Regions from separate parts of the Ovis aries genome. Here region 1 is linked to region 2. The links are chromatin contacts, called in public Hi-C maps. All regions are on one chromosome and are shown on one strand. The core of a region is the stretch at or near the end of the contact, and the rest is flanking DNA. Distances in the headings are between cores, read along the strand shown. Region 1 overlaps ELF2 (E74 like ETS transcription factor 2). Region 2 holds the start of ELF2 (E74 like ETS transcription factor 2).

Region 1 (5,732 bases), core at 1,506-4,005, 79 kb before region 2:
TCTTTAACTCAATTTTTTATGAATTTTAGTACTAATGCTGCAATGAATTCTAAAGAGTAATTTCTTAAACACATTTTCAAATAAATTTTTAAAAAATTAATGCCATTCTTCCAATTTTATTTCAACACAGGCCCTCATTTTTTCACTGCCTGCTAATTTTTTTTTCAAATTAATGATCTTTTCAAGGTTGATACTAGGTATTCCTGTTTATAATAAATTAGATTTTCAAGTTCAAATTTCATGATGAATTTTGACAAACTAGACAGATTTCTTCTGTCCGGGAAAATACTTAGGCTGCATTTCCAGAAAAATTTCCCCCTCCCCCCTTCCCTTCAATAGCTCAGTTAAAGCAGAATAATACTTTTGGTTAATCTATTTCTCAATTCTCTAATTCTCCACTTTCCCAATTTTCAATTTCTCAAAAAAAGATGAAAAAAGAAAAAAGTCAAGGAATGTATGTACATGATAAGGGAGACTATTTTAAACTCTTTGCAGTCTTAAAAAAACGAAGACCACATGTACACAACATTTTTGCATAAATATTAAGGAATACTTATTTATCCTTACAGACTAAAAATGGGTCTATATTATTAAATAAACTATATCTTGTGTCTTATTCAACATACAGACACAACCTCAAGCTCCAGTTTGTTACAAAGATTGGTGAAAGAAGTTAACCTCGCCATTACATAATGACCTTAGACAAATTCACTCACATGGTGTAAATAAATCCAAGAAAATGAGAACCTTCACTTTCCATTAAATATATCTGAGCTGCCTATAGTTTTAGAGCTTTAAAAGTTAGTAGAGATCACCTAGTCAATCCTGTTCTCTTACAGAAAATGAAGCTTTAAAGAGCAGTTTAGTGACAGCTGGATGAAGATCCCTATCTCCTGACCTCAGGGTCAAGGCTCTTTCTCATGTATCATATTGCCAGTGAAAGTTTTTAATAAAGTATGTCAAGTCTTTACTACAAAGAAGTATTTTGTATGTTAAAATGAAAGTTATTTTTAATAAACAAGTGTATTTATATTTACTTCATTCTTCATTCAAACACCTCTGACAACATAAACACTGATAACTAAAGCTGAAGTTGATAGCTAAAGTTGACAGTTAAGTCTCTAAAGGAGGAAAATAAAAGCAAAACCATACCCTCTAAAATCTTAACATATAATAGTAGTGGTAATTCTAAGTGCTTTGTACCTACTTAGAAACAACAGTTATGCTAACAATATTCAGTTTAAAGCTTATCTCCTCTAAAAGTTTTCCTTACTATCATTCTATTCTACACTTATCATAAACCCATATAGCAATCACTGTAATTAAATTTAACATTTATGTATTATATAGATTTTCACCCGTCTCCTCAATTAGACTGTAAAGCTTTGTGAAGAATAATTCTAACACTTTATGACTTCGCTCAAGGGAATAAAAGTATCATTATGTCCATTTACAAATACAAACCCTTTTAACATTACTCTCCCAACATTATTGGAAACTGGCAGCAATAAAAGTTAGATCCATGATTCTTCATTTTCCAGGTCACATTTCCTCCCCAACTTTTTCAATGAATAAACCTTGGATAAACTAGCAAACCTGTCTCAAATTTCCTTCTAAAACAGTTTATAAAGGAATTTCAGATTACATGAACATGACTGAGGGAATATTTGAAAACAACTGTATTAAAATATATTCTTCACAGAACACTATTGTCACAAACTTCACTTGTAAAATTTGTATATACTTGTGAAATGCAGCAGAACTGGAAAACAGCATTTCACTTAAAAAAAAAAAATCTCGTCCAAAGAAGATACAACTTTTGTATTTTTAAAACTAGACTGTATGTATCCACTCCTAGCAAAATATCTACAGATCACATTCGGTTTTGATAATGCCAAAAGCTTATAAAAAGGATCTCTTGGCAAAATTAAGCCCTCTTATCTTCACAGTATTTTAAAAAATTCTAACTGCATGGACTATCCTAAAGTTCTCATAACCACTAGGAACGTTTCTGAAAAGGTACACGATCAACAAGACTGACCTAAACAAAAGTATTGTTAGTACCAATAATATAAAGCCAAAAATTCCATCCCTTAATTCAAACAGTATTATTAATAGACTGAACTTACACAAAGGGACCAAGTTTTCATTGTACTCTGCCCCTTTTTCACTAATATTTATGATCTTGCTCTAATTAGAAAATAACTGTCAAATGTGCTTTCATCACTACTCACTGTGATTTTTCTTTGGGGCTCTGCAGTATTACATTTTAAAGATTAAGTTCTGTTAAATATACATTTATGATTTCTCCCAACCGAATTGAAACAGTTTCCCCAACCAAACTACTAACTTCACTACCTAAAAACAATGGATGGAAAACAGACGGTAAGACCTTTCCCAGCAATGCTCTTCGATGACTATTCCCCATCTTCCAATTCCCATCGATGGCGATATGAAACAAAACCCAGGGAAAGGAATATTTATGTTCACTACAGTAAGTAAATCGTACTCAAGCACTGCTACGCCTATTCAGGACTCTCACTGCGCTGTCTGCTATTAAGTAAAGCTGCTTTTTCTATGTAACTTAAGTCCGTGCCCTTCCGCTGCAGCAGTGGCGCTGCACATCCCCCACCCCCGCGGCCACTTCCGTGTTTACACTCCTCTTCCCTCCAATTCCATGCGTACATTGTCAGCTTCACTCCCGCCCAATCTTCATTGGCCCAGCGCGGGCCCAGAGTCCCGCCCCCAGAAACCAACGTTCTTATTTGGAACAACTCAGCGAGCAGATTGGAACCAGAGGGCTGTCAATCCCGTCCATTCTGTCCTCTCCGAGGCGCTTCCGCTAAGGTGGGAGGCTTGGGGGGGAGGGGAAAGGGGGGCAATTCCTTGCGGAGACTTCCCTAGGGCCAAGACTCCCTCCCGCCCGCCCCACCTTCACCCACTGTTTACCAAAATAAACGTTCTTCTCTGACGCCCCCAACGCTCCGGGGCAGGGGTACAAAATACATTCCGTGTCTTTTCTATTCTCCCCCCCTAAAAAAAACAACCCACGAGGGAAGGGGAATAAACCTACTTCTCCACTGCCGCCCACTAAACGAGGAAAGGGAGGCGGGCCCTTGAGAGAAACACCACCCCGGGCCGCTCCACGTTATTAAGTGACCCTTTCCAGAACCGTTACTCCTGAGACCGCAGAAGGTGGAGATGTGAAGACGAGGGTCAGAGGTTTTGGGTTTTTTTTTTTTTTTTTTTTTTTTGGCGCGTATCGATCTACCGGACATGGCCCGGGGCTGCCTCGTCCATGCGGAAGTCGAGGATTTGTGGACCAAGTCTGAAAGGAGGACAGGGCGGGAGTGGCGAGCGTCCACCCGAGAAGCCGGCCGCCCCCGACCGCGGGCAGTAGCGGCCTCTCGGGTCAGACAGCGTGGCAGGCGCTGCCGGGAGACAACAGCTTCACTCACTTCCTGGTTCCTCAGCAACTGGGGTGAAGCGCACAACTCGTCCGCCCCCGAGTCCCCAACTTAACTGCGGTTCCGTTCCCCGGCACCCGCTGCCAGCGCTCCGCCCGGCAGCTGCCGCCGCTGCTCCACAAACCCACCCTAAAGCGACAGCGCCGGATTCGAAGCAGGTTACTCTCCAAGGTGATCACTTCCTGATTCGTCGCCTCCATTACTTCATTCACTACCCCCCTTTCCCCCGGCCGCCCCAGTGACTGATGGACATGGTCCCCCCTGCACTGACCGCTACAGGGGAGCCACCCCGCCTCCTGTGCACCCCCTCTCCTGCTACACTGATGCACCGGAGTAAAGTTCCCCTGTCCTTACCAGCCCGGATGAGCAGATCCAGCTGGTTCGTGGGTCCCTCATGCAGAGACGTCGCCATGTTTATCCCGGGGCTGGAGCTGCTGCTTCACATTGACTTACACCGTGAGCAGCGGCGGCAGGGGAGGAGGCGGAACCCGCGGCCGGAGACACACGCCGTGTGGCCGACACACACTCACGCACTCACACTCTCAGACGCCCGGATCCTTGCGCGTCCTCCGACAGGAAGCCGAGGCCGGCCCGCCTCCCGCCGCCGGGCTGAGAAACCCCACCACCTAACGGCAGGGGCGGCGGCGGCGGCGGTGGCCGCCTCGGCTGGCAACGCGATCCTTCCGCCCCGCGCCCAGACAGGAAGTCCCGGACGCCCGCCCCGGAGAGCGGCCGCGGCCCGCAGCCGAAGGGGACACCTGAGGCTGGAAGTCGCCCCGGGAGCCGCGGCTAGGACGAGGCCCCTCGGCAGGAAGAGGCACATTTCACGCTCTGCGGAAGAAAAGTCTGCAGTTGTCCCCACTCTAGAAAAGAGTCATTAATCAAATTTTCTTTCTGGAAGAGATCTAATCCTAGTCCTGCAGCTGTAAATAAAGGTAGCTGTTTAACTTGTTTGGCCGTGTCAACGCTTATGCTACATGTAACCCGTTCACTTGGAAGGCTGCACTTGTTTTAAAACAAGAATACCAACTAAAAAAAGTCATACCCGGAAAACATTGTAAAAGCTTTCCTTGAACAAAGTAAGGAGCATCCAGTTACTCTCAGGGACCGACTTTGTCCTTTCCCCTCTACAGAAGTGTTAGCACTCTAGATAACTGTTTATTAACAAACAACAGAACATGCCAACGTCTGAGAGATTAGATTATCCTCCCCAAGTTTGCTAGTCATGAAGTTTATGTACCCTCATATTTATATTTGGTTCATTCTGAAGCAAATGTATTTCACATCATCTACTTAATTTTAAAGATCTTTTTGATAAAACTAACCTTATTACAAATAACGTACATATTTAAATATAGTAGAAGCAGGAGCTAAATTGCCACAGTGACTACAAACTTACAACACAAGAAATCAAGCCTATAAAATGACTTAGATGAAGCTTCATTAAACACACACACACACACACACAAAATGCTTCCTTGGTTTCAGAGTTTCGTAATATTAAAAAAAAAAAAGTTGCCCTATAGTTTCTACACAAAACATAAAACAGTGCCTCCCTCCGGAATAAGTGTTCAAAAAGTATTTGCTGAATTAACAAAAGAAAATTTTGTTACTTATTTTTAATAACAAGATCATTCTTATGATCTAGATTGAATGAACTATGCTGATAACTACAGAACAAACTTTTTCCAGTGGTAGTACTAATACAGTGTCCTTTTACAAATATTTGCCCAACATGTCAGTGCAACTTCAGAGTAGATTACACAGTCCATGACTTTTTTCTTTTCTTCTAAATACTCATTGATTCCTTTGGACCTTTCCCCTAGTCCTACCACCATAATCCCCAGCCTCCCCAAAAAGAACCTATCTGCCATTTCCAAAATACAACCTTCCCTTAAACCAAACAGCGATTTCTTTCCTGTAGTTAGGTAAACTTGCCACCTATTGGACAAAAAAACTGTATGATTGGTCGTTTTTAATTTCTAGTTAATTTAAAATAAGGACATCCATCTACAGGCAGTATCATAAACTGAGAGCTTCCAGATGAAAGGATGATAAGGAATACTAAGGAGCTAATTTCTAGCTTTAGACAGAACACTGAAATTGAAAACAAACCCGAATTTCCACTCTTATCAGTCAACAGATATTAATGTGTTTTGAAAGGAAGAGAGTGAGGTAAACTAAAGGTTTATTTTTTCTGGAGGCAACAGTCTGACTTGGCTCAAAAGGAAACAAATTATCTTCTCACTGTGGGAGCCACTTTGA
Region 2 (5,883 bases), core at 2,373-4,872:
GGTAGAATCCTTAAAACAACAAAAGCATGATCTACAAAAGAAAAACTGGGAAATTAAAACTTTGGTGCTCCAAAAGACTCCAATTAAAAAACAGAGAAAGAGAGAATAGCCACAGACTAGGAGAAAATATTTGTAAATCATGTATCTAAGAAAGGACTTGCATCCAGAATGTTATTAAAAACTCTTTCAAGTCAAGAATAATACAACAATGGGCAAAAGATCTGAATGGCTTTTTCCACCTAAATGGATATATGAATACCATATGAAAAAATGCTTAACACCTCGCATCTTTAGGAAAAATGCCACTTAAAATCACAAAGAGTTAAACATTTCATAGTACAATGGCTATAACAAAAAGGACAATAACAAGTGTTGGCAAAGTTGTGAAAAAATTTTAACTCTTGTACACTGCTGATAGGAATATAAAATGTAAGGCCACTTTCAAAAACAGTTTGGCAGTTTCTCAAAAAGTTAGATGACCCAGAAATTCTATTCCTAGGCATCTATCCAAGAGAATGAAACCACACTAAAGACTTAAACTTTCAAGCTTCATAATTTTTAACAGTCAAAACCTGGAAACAATCCAAATGCCCATCAACTGGTCAACAGATAAACAAAATATGGTATATCCATACATCAAAATACTATTCAGCAATAAAAAGAAAACAAAATATTGATGCATGCTACAATATGGATGAATCCTCAAAACATGTTAAGAAGCCAGATGAAAAAGACTACATATTCTATGTTTCCATTTATATGAAATATCCAGAAAAGGAAAATCTATAGAAACAAAATACAAATCAGTAGTCAACTGGGGCCAGGAGTGAGAATAAGGGTTAACTGCAAAAAGACTAGAAACAAATTTTAGAAGTAATAAAATGTTCTAAAATTGGCTTGTGGTGATAATTTAACAACTCAATATATTTACTAACAAATTATTAAATTTTGCATCCAGAATTAATCTGGGGTATTAAATAACTCAAAAAACTAATTTTTAAAAAAAACTGTATATACTCAGGAGAAATGAAAACATATCCACACAAAAACTTGTACAAAAATGTGCACTGCAGCATTACTTGTAATAGCTAAAAAGTAGAAAATCTAATGTTCATCAACTAATCAACGGATAAATAATATGTGGTATATCCATCCATACAATGGAATATTACTCAGCAATAAAAATGAAATGAAATGACACATGCTACAACATAAATGAACTCTGAAAGCATTATGCTAAGTTAAAGAGAGCAGTTATGAAAGATTACACATTGTAAGATTCCATTTATACAATTTGTCCAGAATAGAGACAGAAAGTAATTAGTGCTTGCCTAAGACTGAGGGTTTTCGAGGAAAATGGAGAGTAACAGTTGATGGGTATGAGGTTCCTTTTTGGGGATAATGAAAATGTTTTAAAATTGATTATGGTGATAGTTTCACAACTCTGTGAATATATTAAAAACCACTGAACTGTACACTTTAAATTGGTGAATTGAATGGTAAGTTAATTATATCTCAATAAAGCTGTTATCATCATCAACGACAATAAACCTTGGTGTACAATCTGTGAGCAGGTAAAGCCATCAACACTGAAAGGGCCTACCACAGCCACAGTTTCAATCTAACTGCTCGGGATAGAAAAATCTCAAAGTTACAAATTCTTTCCAACCTACTGTGATTATTTTGTAAATGAGTATATATATGTCTGAAATGAAAAGTAATGATTTATCAAAGCAATTAGTTCAAGTCACTAAGTTTAAAAAAATACTGACATTAAATTGTCCAATTTCAAATGCCCAAGATATATGAATTTTCTACTTCATGTTTTTAGAAGGTATCTCAGTAATACTCATATAAACTCACTTTGTAAACTATTATATCATATTTAAACCTTACTCCTAAACCCCTTTAAATGTAATTAGCTTCCAGCCTTATATAAAGTCATTCTACCTTCTGAAGAAAAGAAGAAATTCTGAAACTCAAATATCCAATCCTATCTTGGTAAAGTAGACATTATTCTGTGCATGCTGACACTATTCTGTGACCACAGCACTAGACAAAGTGCATAATTTACTTCACGATACAGACTCACAGTTAAAAAGAAAGGCAAATCTGATTACTAAACACCAGATTACTCTTCTATCATCAGCGGATTAAAATTTAAACCATACAGTTGAAATAAATGTTGACGAACACAAGATAGGGGGTGAAATTCATAGTTGTACAATAAAGTGTTTGCCTCTTTCTTCTTTCATGAAGTACGATGAACTTAAAGCCTATTCTGCAGCGTAGCTAGCTCCTACAAAAAAAAGAGCCCAGGATGCTGGCACATGAGGAACGTTAGAAACTGTTCAATCTAGATTACTCTCGGGGTAATGGGGTATTTTCTCTGTCCTCTACTGACATGGAATAAAAATGCCCAAGTAGAGAGGGGACTCGGCTGCCAGCTCGCAAAGCTGCTCAGGCAGTCAGTTCCAGCCCTAGCCAAGCCTTCACCGTCCTCCTGCCGCGTCCCCCCACCCCACCCTCCAATACCCAGGAACATGGTCCCGGAGGGCCAGCTTCGCGAAGAGAGGCTCCATAAGGCGGTCACTGGACGCGCATGTTACAGAGCCCGTTTTTGTTTTGTTTAAAAAACAGATTCCTGTCAGAGCCCAGCCTCCCCACTCCCGCGGGAACAGGGGGAAGTGGCAGCAGGGGGCCGGTGTGGAGTGAGAATAAAAGAATGACCGCGTACAACCTGCCGTGCCAGCTAGCAGCAGAGAGCAGGAAAGGTAAGAGGCGACTAGGAGGCCCGACGGCGGAGGAAACTGCTCTCTAGCCGTCCACGCCACCCCACGCGGCCGCAGCCGCCCAGGTCCCGCCCCGGACTCGCCGCCCTGCCCCGGCGCCGGCCGCCGCCTCCCGCCTTACCCGACCCTCCCAGGACGCGTTTCCTCTAGGGCCGGACCCCCGCCCTGGCCTCCTCGCGGGCTAAGGCGGGTCAGTTCAGTCCGCTTCTCGGCAGAGGTGACTCGCGCGGCGATGTAAACACAGCGAGACCAGCTGCGCGCGGCCCATCCCCCCCGCCGGGGTCTGTAACCTCTTCCCTCAGCCCCGCTCCGCGCCCCGCGCTCCTCGCGGGCGGCGCGCCGCGCGCCTTCCCCTTTCTCCAAGTCCAGCTCCCCGACCGTTGCCCCCGGGCACTCAGCCCCCTTTCCCAGCTCCCGGCCGGTGTCACCGCCACAGCCTCCGGAAAACCCTCCGCTAACCCCGGAGCAAACAACACAGGCGCCGGGCGGGGGCGCGGAGGGAGGCGGTGGCACTCGGGACGGCAAGGCTTTCTCGCCGCACCCTCCGCCCTCCCTCCCTCCCACCAGCCTCGGCGGCCCGCGCTCTTACCTGCTCTCCGCGTCGCCCGGGAAGACCGCCGCGTCGCTTTCCCTCCCGGCAGGGCCGCGGAGTAGCCGCCGCCGCCGCCGCCGTTGGCCAGGCGTCCGGAGGGAGCCGGGGCCTCCCCGGCTGCCCGAGCCGCTCCACTGGGAGAGGAGGAGACAAAACAGCGGCGCGCCGCCCCGCGCAGAGCCCCCCGTCCTCGCCGCTCCACCGACCCCCCAACCGCCGAGGCGACGGCGGCGACACTGAGCCCGGCGCGGGGAGCAATGGTGGCCCCCGCCCTCCACCCCCCGCCTCGGCTCCTCCCCCTCGGCCTCCTGCCGCCGCCACCAGGACACTCGAGTCCGCCTCCCCCACCCCGCCCGCTCCGAGCGCTCCTCCCCTCCCCACGCGGCGGCGGGGAGGGGGGTGCGGCGGCACCGCCAGTCACCGCCGCGCCTGTCAAACCCGGGCCGGCTATTTATACCCCGCGGGGCCTCGCCGCCCTCGGCCCGCACCAGCCCGCCCAACATGCTTCCGTGGCCGTCTCGAATCTCGCCCGCCCTGTAGCCCCCCAACTTCTCCAAAACCCGCCTTCTCAGGTAAAGACTCTCGCCACTTGTCCCGCTTCCTGCTCGGCGCGTCGCCAGCATGTTCCCGACTCCGACCCGGGCCCGGGACTGGCGCGGGGGCTCCCAAACGCGGGCTGGCGCGTGGGGGGCAGCGGGGCCGCGCGTGCACCTGCAGCGGCCGCCGGCCCAGACGGCACTCATACACCCTTGCCCCTCTCGGAGGGCCCCCGCGGGCCCGGGCTGTCACCCCATCCCCAAGCTCTGGACTCCCTCCCTTCTCCTCCAGGGACTGCTCGGCCCTCGGGCAGCCTGACAGTCACTGAGGACTGTAGGTTGTGGAAACTCCTAGCCCGGGTCTCTCGCATCTCCACTCCGAAGCCGGGACTAAGTGGAAGGCGGGGGCGCGGGCGGGCAGGAGTGCGCCACCGGCCCCGCCCCGAGTGCCTCCCCGGCCCGTGACGCTCGTGGAGCCACGCCCCTCCCTGCCCGCGCCCCTCCGCGCAGCCCGCTCTTCCTCCTCCCGCTAGCCTGCAACGCCCGGCCTTGTACCCCGCGGACCCCGCCCCATTCCCAGAAATTACCACCCGCCCAACGGCCGGGCCGCGCGACGGTTGGTGCTCGCGTTTGCTGACGGGCGGGCGGCAGGGCTCAGCGCGCAGCTGCGGAGCGCGGCGAGCCGTCCCCTGGCTCTGGCCCCGGGGAGCTGCGGGTGTCCACCCCGAGCCATTGTCGCTCCTCGCTCGGTCGGCGACGGACGGACAAGTAACTGAAGTCCGAGGATTGGCGGTGCGGGAATGTGGGAGAGTGTTGGTGCGGGAGTATTTGAGTGCCTGCGAATTCGAAAGGAAATGAAAACCCAGTTGTAGCTGCAAGCTTCTGGTTTCCCCCCTTTCACACAAAGAGGAATCTCTGAGCAGGGCACTCACGCGCCTCCAAGTACACAAAAGCCAATGACACGGTGCCCAGGGTTGTCCTGCGTTTGTAGCGCCTCATTAATGATCTTTCTTACGCACAGTTATGCATATAAACGCCTCAACCTATTCCCCCATCAACACACTTGGCCGCCGCCGCATTTTCTTGTATTTATTCAACAAAGAACCGAGACTCCCAGTGCGCGTGGGGACCGATTCTGGTCCCCTCCCGGGCTCCTGCAGCCGCACTCCGATGGACCCGGCACAGTGTTCAGCAGGTTCGTTTCCCGGCTCCAGTCGCTTTCTTTTTGAGGCTCCACCGTCACTCCTGAACGAAGGAAAAACGCTGAGGATTATAAGAGATGGCTGTTCTTGAAAGTAACGTGGGAACCGTGGAAATAACGCTACAGTAAGGCTCAAACTTCAAAGAATCACAGGAGGCCCTCTGGTAGAAGTCTCTGAAGAGCGAGGAATTTAATGATCTTCTCTTTTTTTAAAGCTAATAATGCCTGTATATTTACTGGGAAGCCAAGAGGGTTGTGAGGGGATTCTTTCTATCTGAAAAAGCAACTCTGGGTACTTTTTTCTTAAGAGATTTTTGCTTTTAAACAGGGGAAATCTGTATAGCAAATAGGGTCAGTCAGAGATCCTCTGAACTCTGATGAAGTTTTTTAGATTCCTGAGTTTTAAAACATAGCGACTCTTGCCACTTTTCTAAATTAAAGAATTTATAAAGCCTTATAAAGCCCATTCAAGGGCTTCCCTTGTGGCTCAGCTGGTAAAGACTCTGCCTGCAATGCGGGAGACCCCTGGGTTCGATCCCTGGTTGGGAAGATCACCTGGAGAGGGCTACCCACTCCAGTATTCTGGCCGGGAGAATTCCATGGACTGTATGGTCCATAGGGTCGCAAAGAGTCAGACACGACTGAGCGACTTGTCCCTATAACATTCAAATCTTTCATACACATTAAACAGAATACTATAAACAGCATCCTTTCTAGGGCAATATTTCTAATGCCCTATTTCCTGTAAAATAGCCTATAACT

Evidence for each region. Hi-C and Micro-C count contacts between places; a contact is called where the count stands out from the background.
Region 1: a contact with region 2 is called in a Hi-C map of hypothalamus, with 4 times the contacts expected there. The contact joins the enhancer-like site here to the promoter of ELF2 in region 2. A contact is called at or near these places in 2 of 16 Hi-C or Micro-C datasets (hypothalamus and skin fibroblasts).

What each region holds. Positions count from the first base shown.
Region 1 is chr17:18,604,459-18,610,190 of ARS-UI_Ramb_v3.0, reverse strand. The region is part of intron 2 of ELF2 (E74 like ETS transcription factor 2); the gene reads right to left. Among named protein-coding and RNA genes, the nearest start is that of NOCT, 46 kb to the left of the region's middle. Within about 2 kb of position 2,755, at least 54 of the 54 cell types and tissues checked have an H3K27ac peak or open chromatin away from gene starts, as enhancers often do. A contact at or near this core is called in hypothalamus, where this site is marked.
Region 2 is chr17:18,526,179-18,532,061 of ARS-UI_Ramb_v3.0, reverse strand. ELF2 (E74 like ETS transcription factor 2) reads right to left here and starts at 3,622. Exons shown (of 9, transcript XM_060401003.1): 1 at 3,382-3,622.